Linked DNA regions of Zea mays: region 2 is linked to region 1. A link is a contact called in public HiChIP or PLAC-seq data. All regions are on one chromosome and are shown on one strand. Each heading gives the region's core, a stretch centred on a gene start, on an enhancer-like site or on the middle of the called end of the contact. The rest is flanking DNA. Distances are from core to core; before and after follow the strand shown.

Evidence for each region. HiChIP or PLAC-seq counts read pairs in DNA pulled down with a chosen protein or histone mark.
Region 2: an H3K4me3 HiChIP or PLAC-seq map of leaf shows a contact between it and region 1, with 6 times the contacts expected there. The contact joins the promoter of LOC103642314 here to the promoter of LOC100383196 in region 1. A contact is called at or near these places in 4 of 25 Hi-C or Micro-C datasets (bundle sheath, ear, leaf and 1 more) and 1 of 3 datasets of contacts at active chromatin or transcription factors (leaf).

The regions. Positions count from the first base shown.
Region 1 is chr10:13,672,455-13,675,533 of Zm-B73-REFERENCE-NAM-5.0, reverse strand. LOC100383196 reads right to left here and starts at 1,535. Exons shown (of 14, transcript NM_001175858.1): 1 at 1,236-1,535; 2 at 959-1,107; 3 at 139-237; 4 at 6-59. The coding sequence starts at 1,266.
Region 2 is chr10:14,138,472-14,141,550 of Zm-B73-REFERENCE-NAM-5.0, reverse strand. LOC103642314 (ethylene-responsive transcription factor 7) reads right to left here and starts at 1,446. Exons shown (of 2, transcript XM_020546108.1): 1 at 1-1,446. The coding sequence starts at 1,195. The coding sequence ends at 716.

The DNA.
Region 1 (3,079 bases), core at 286-2,785:
CCCACCTTATCAGGGAGCAGGGTGAGTTGGGCGTACACCTCATCAGTATCCGGCTCAGCCTAGCAAAGGAAACGAGGGTAAATCATATGCATTCAGAACATTGTACAGTGAACAGCAAAGAAGCCAAGTTGTTGTTACCTTCAGCTCCATGTTCATGAGCTTGCAGGGTATCTTCCATGGCAGGTTGTAGAGGGGCGTGCCCTGATGCTCGGCAAGATGGTTTGTCGATGCCTCCACCTGAGAGCACAGCAGAAACAAGCAGAATCTTAGAAAGAGGAATCATTGCATACCACCCCATGTCAGTAAAAAAATTGCGGAGCTTTGGATAACATTAAAAAACCATAAAGGCGCTGATCCCTAATACCATTCGAGGCAGAGGCACTAAAGAAAGACCAAGCCTCTAGGGTCAAATGAAATGAAATGAAAAAACTTCATCTGAGCTCACTGAAGTGACCAGCAAAAGTAACCGACGACCTGGCAAACCTAGAGAGAGAAAAAATAGCCCAAATCAGAAGACCCTCCTTCCGGATGGGATTCCGAGGCACCGAATCGCCCATGGCACACAAATGCCGAACCCTCCACATCAGAAGAAGCAAAACCCCAGCGCAGGCTGCAGCACTGCAGCGGACATGCGAACGAACCCCGCAAAAGCCGCCAGACAATTCCCGTCAGAGTCCACGATTCCGCGCAAAGGCGCGGGGGCTTCACAGGAACCAGAACCACGAACCCCAAGCTGCGGACGACGAGGATTTGGAATCCGGGACCCCGTCGCGCTCGGATTAGATAAACCCCGCCCAAACCCCGGAATCCGCTGCGACCACGCGAAATCCGGGCGAAGATTCCGACGCGTGCGCACACGCGTATCCGGTATCCCAAAACCCCTTCTAAACACGCGGGGATGCAGCGGCAACATCAACGGGAACAACAAAGCCACCCTCCGTTTCAGCTGCTGCCTCACCTGCTCGATGTGGCCCTGCGGGAAGTAGTAGACCTTCTCCCCGAGTAGCGGCACGCTGGACAGCGGCCCCGCGCAGGCCTTCCACAGCTCCACGAACAGCGCGTCCTTCCCTCCGCCTCCGCCTCCGCCTCCGCATCCCGCGTCGGCGCCTGCACGCCCAGGCCCAGCCACATGAGGCAAGCAAAACCTCGTCACAAACAAACCCAAAACCCCCTCGGAGGGGAGGAGGCTCAACTCAAGCGCCGCAACCAGCAGCGAGCGACACAGACGCACTCACCGCCGCCGGCCGCCGCTGCAGCCGCCACCATCGGATCTCACATGCACTTGCCCGGAATCCGTCGCGACCTCCCTGCGCCGCGCACCTGGCACCCGGGCGATTTTTGCGGGGAAGGAGATGGGAAGGGAGGCAGGCGAGGGGATTTATGTAGCAGGCCGTCAAAAGCGACGTCAGTTTCCTGTGTCGCTCGCTTCTCTGCCCCTCCCACAGCGTGACTGCTGCCTGCGTGTGTGTGTGAGCATGGCTGCGAGAGAGAGAGAGAGAGCGGAGAGGGAGTGTGTCAGTTTCGGCCGCCTCGCGTTGCCCACCACGAGGCAGCGGTGAGCTCACCACCCATCTCGTTCCGGGCCCGGGAGCGTGGGTGGGCCTGTCTCTCCCCCGCGGGCAAGGGCCAAGGGGCGGGGTGAGAATATATTTTTACGATGGGTGCCTGCGTGCTTTTGGCAGCAGCGAGCGATGGCCGCCGCTCTAGTCTCCGCGCGTTGGTCCGGCGGTCAGAGGAGAGGAGGTGGGTTCGCAGTGGTGGTGAGCCCGAGGGAGACGTGGTTTGGAACCACTGCACGCTGTCAGCCGGCCATTGGTGCCAGCGACTGCCGAGGGCTGAGGATTCCATGCTAGTCCGACGGGGAGCTCTGTGCTGTGCTGCTTTGTAGTACTACATAGACTTGGTTTTGATCGGCTTGTTTCGGCATCGCTACTGTTGTTTTCTGGTGTGGGCTTTGTTGTACTAATAACCGCGTACTTTTGTGCGGGCTCGATATCGGACCAGTTTAACTCGGCTCGTTTAAGTTTGAGCTGTGAGCTAAGGAGCTGGTTCGGCTCAGCTTATTAAACTAACGAGTCTATATTAGTCTAGCTCTTATAAACTCGAGCTGACTCGTTTAGCTCGCGAGTCAGAGTAAAAAAAATAATATATATATATATATATATATATATATATATATATATATATATATATATATATAATCAATTTTTAGTTATTTTTAAACTAATTTAATAATAGAAAATAGTAATTATACTCATTGTTTCATAAACCACATCAATGTAACACTAAATTAATATAACACATCACTAATCAATTCACGATTCACATACATGTTCATCAAGTTAACCCACAGTTATATTCACATATATTAATTTAACAAATAGAAATAGTCCATCAATCATTAGTTTAACGCATAGGCCATAGACACCACACATACATATTCATCAATTATTACATAAATAATATGTATATAGTTTTGTTTTGCTCAAATGTGGTATTTCGTTTAGCTCGCAAGCTAGCTTGTTAATAAACCGAGTTGGGTTACTAATGGATCGAGCTAGGATGTCAGCTTAGCTCATGAAAAAATTCAAACGAGTCGATCCGAGTTGAGCCGAGTTTGCCACGAACCGAACGAGCCACGAGCATTTCATTCAGCCCTATAAACAAGGATATCGCTTATGGGAGGATGAGCTTTTGGATTTTCATTTGTATTGTTAGTGTATGACTCCAAAGTTGTGTGTTGTCAAATGCTATACACAAGTGACATTTATTTAGTGCTAATTATAATCGGCAACATACGTGCTTTCGCTTATTTAGGTGGCTTATTTAGGCGCGACTTATTCATCATATAAGAACTAGTTTGGTAACTCTATTTTTACAAGACATTCTCATTTTTTTCAATGGAAAATGAATTGATTCTCCTTAGAAATGAAAATCCTTTAGGTCTCGTTTGTTTCCTTTCATTTTGAGGAATTGGAATCTAACTAATGGTGTAGGCTATTTTTTTAGAATATGACATTTCACTATTTTCTAAAGTTTTTATATAAGTCTATCTCAAATTCATGGGGTAACAGATGGA
Region 2 (3,079 bases), core at 197-2,696, 470 kb before region 1:
CTCTATGCCCTCACTCCAAGAATGGTTTGCTAAGAGAAAGCTTATGCTCCAGTTAGTTCGACAACAACTAGCAAGGCTAAATAACGCAAAAACAGTAAGCTAAAAAGCATCGTACAGACATGAACTTTGATGTGGGTGACATGGTGTACCTTAAACTTCGACCCTATGTTTAGTCCTCTTTGGTCAAAAGAGCTAATCACAAATTAGCGTTCAAATACTTTGGTCAGTTTCCTATTTAAGCCAAAGTGGAGACATTCGCTTACAAACTCCACCTACTAGCTGCTTCAAATAATCAGTTGGACCAAATTACCCTTGCTGTCTGAAAAATGACAGATACCTAAAAAAATCCCCCAGCGATGTCAAGTCCATCTGGTGACAAACTCCAGTTTCTGATCAAGTGGGCGCAATGGTCGGAAGAGCTTGCTACCGTACCTAGGAGGACCTCGATTCTCTCAAGCTTTGTTTCCCGGGCCATGAGGCTTGGGGATAAGCTTCTTCTAAAAGAGGGAAGAATGTGAGGATCAAGAAGGGGATGGCTGATGAAGACTCGGTGGTGGAAAAGACAACTCGACTAAGGAGGCCCAATAGTCGAGTCTATGGGCTGTAGAGGGCCACATCATAGTGTGGGGTGTCCAGAGTCGATAGAAGGAGTTATGTATTATGTAAGGAATAATGATGAAGGGGGACGAGGGGAGGAACTCGGGCCCAGTTGCATCTAGCTTGCGGTGGACTCGTCGTGTAACACCACGATACCCTTCGAGTGCTGGGAGTAGCGCTCAACCCCGATCCATACTAGTGTTCTTACACATGGCAGCAAGGCGTGCAGCGACAGCGCCGGAAGCGGGACACGATAATCAAGCGTCGCAAGGAAGTTGGTGTTCTCCGACGGCCCGCGGAGTCGGCACGCCTCACTGTCGTACCTCCTGGCCGCCTCCTCAGCAGTGTCGAACGTGCCTAGCCACAGCCACACGCCCTTATGTTGATCGCGGATCTCCGCCGAGTACCGCCCCCTAGGCCGTCTCCTCTGCGCGTCCCTGTACCTCGGCTCCGTCGGCACGCCCGCCGCCGCCACTTTCCTCTTGCCACCGTCGACAACACTCCCCTTGGGCACCGTGGCATTGCAGCACGGCTGATGCTCCACGAGGAACTTACGCAGCCCTGCCTCCGCTCTAGCACCGCCACCGGCAGCAGCCATGGTGGCTGGAGGAGTCCATGCCGACGTGGTCGTCGCAGAAGACGCGGACTAGTTTGCGGATCGTGGTCGTCTCTGCAGGCTCCTGCTTGATCTTCGGTACTAATCTCCTCACCGCCGCGCCTTCCAACGTTGGTCTTCAGTGACTTTGGGAGAATGAAGCAGGGATAGAGGTTGAGAGAGAAAGGGAAATAGGGGGACGAGCAAGGCGGGAGTGGGAGGGGTCGTTGAGACTTGAGAGATATATATAGAGAGGAAAGGAAAGAGGTTTTCTCGAGAAACTTCTCATGTTTACAATGCATTGAGAGGTCGTACTAGCAGGATATCAGAGAGTTCCATTCTAAGACTGCGAAGGAGATCAGAGAGATCCTGACCCCCTGAGAAAAGCAAGTAGTTGACCTTGCCCGGTGGAGGATTGTTGAATGCCTAGGACAACATGTCGACAAGAATCCTCTTCTCGCTGATGTCTTTGCTCCCTGCCAATCGCTAGGTGAAAGGGATTCTATTAGTAGCGCGAATTCAACTAGGAGGAAGTGGGCTTCAGACCAGGAAGGTGCCCGGAGGGGGCATGGTTTGACTTGAGGCACATAAATTTGTGGCTCGCGGTACTAGTATCGATTTGTTGGCAGGGCAGGTGGCAGGAATGGTTTTGTTGTCGCCGGTTTGTAACTAGGAGGACTTTCTTTCTTTTCCCCCTTTTGCAAGTGTGCTAGTGTTGCTTTAATGTGGTATGTACATTGCTGTCTTAGGCTACCCCTTGCAGGCTTGAAGAACATATATGTATGTAACTTCTTTAGGCTACCCTTGAAGCACATGGCCATGGCCTAATGGCCATGATCTGGGTTCCACAATTGCAATGAGAATAGAGATGCCAATTAACTTTCAATCATATGACAATTATGGAGCCAAAAAGGCAACTGCAATATAATGGAAAACTCATAAACATATGTTAATTAAGAGGTAAAAGTAATTTTAATATTTTCACTAGTTATCAGTTCAGGCATATAAAGATACCGCTGACAGAGGTATAGTTTTAATATTTTTAGTATTGTGCCATATTTCCCTCTTTTCCCTAAGCTTCTTATGATCATATCATAACAATTTTAATTCTGTACAATCTTATTAATGTAAATTTAGTTGCAATTAAACTGAACCACTGAACATTTTCACTTCTTTCCATCTAACTCTGTAATTTCGTCTGTACGAGAGAGTAGTAAAGAGAACAACATTTGCGAGATGATGACGCAATCTACCACAGTGCTTGCTTTGTCTGCCCTCAGTTCATCCCTAAGATATGTTTGACAAAATAAAATGTTAGATTCAACTATCTTCACAACCTTTTGTTGCTTAAAGGTTAGAACAATGTGCCATTTGATTTTGCCAGCACATTCTGCTACGATTTATATGTAGTACTGGCACCTCATGCTCATGGTTGGTGCTTTTGGTTTTATAGGCATCTTCATGTGCTAGATCTGATTGAAGATTTTGTTGAGGACAATGATGAGGAGCTGTTGGATTGGATATCCAAGTTCTCAGAGTCCAACACTGTCACACCCGACTTTAAGGAACAAAGCCAGGTGCATCTCATACATGCGCCAAGAAGACAACATATATAATAACAGAGTGTATAGAGATAAATGTCATAAAACATCAGAGTATTTATTACATAGCGGAAGACTTATTACAAAATAAAAGAATAAACATAAAACGAACTAAGGATCGTTGGCGCCAATGTCAACTGAGAAACGCCACCTAGATCAGATCAAACTCCTCGCCTTGTGGCTCCTCCTGAACCACCTGTTCTTCTCCTGTGGGGGGGTGTGAGACAGCAAGAGTGAGCTCACATACGTTCATCGCTCAACAAGTCGTGGGGAATAATGTGACATG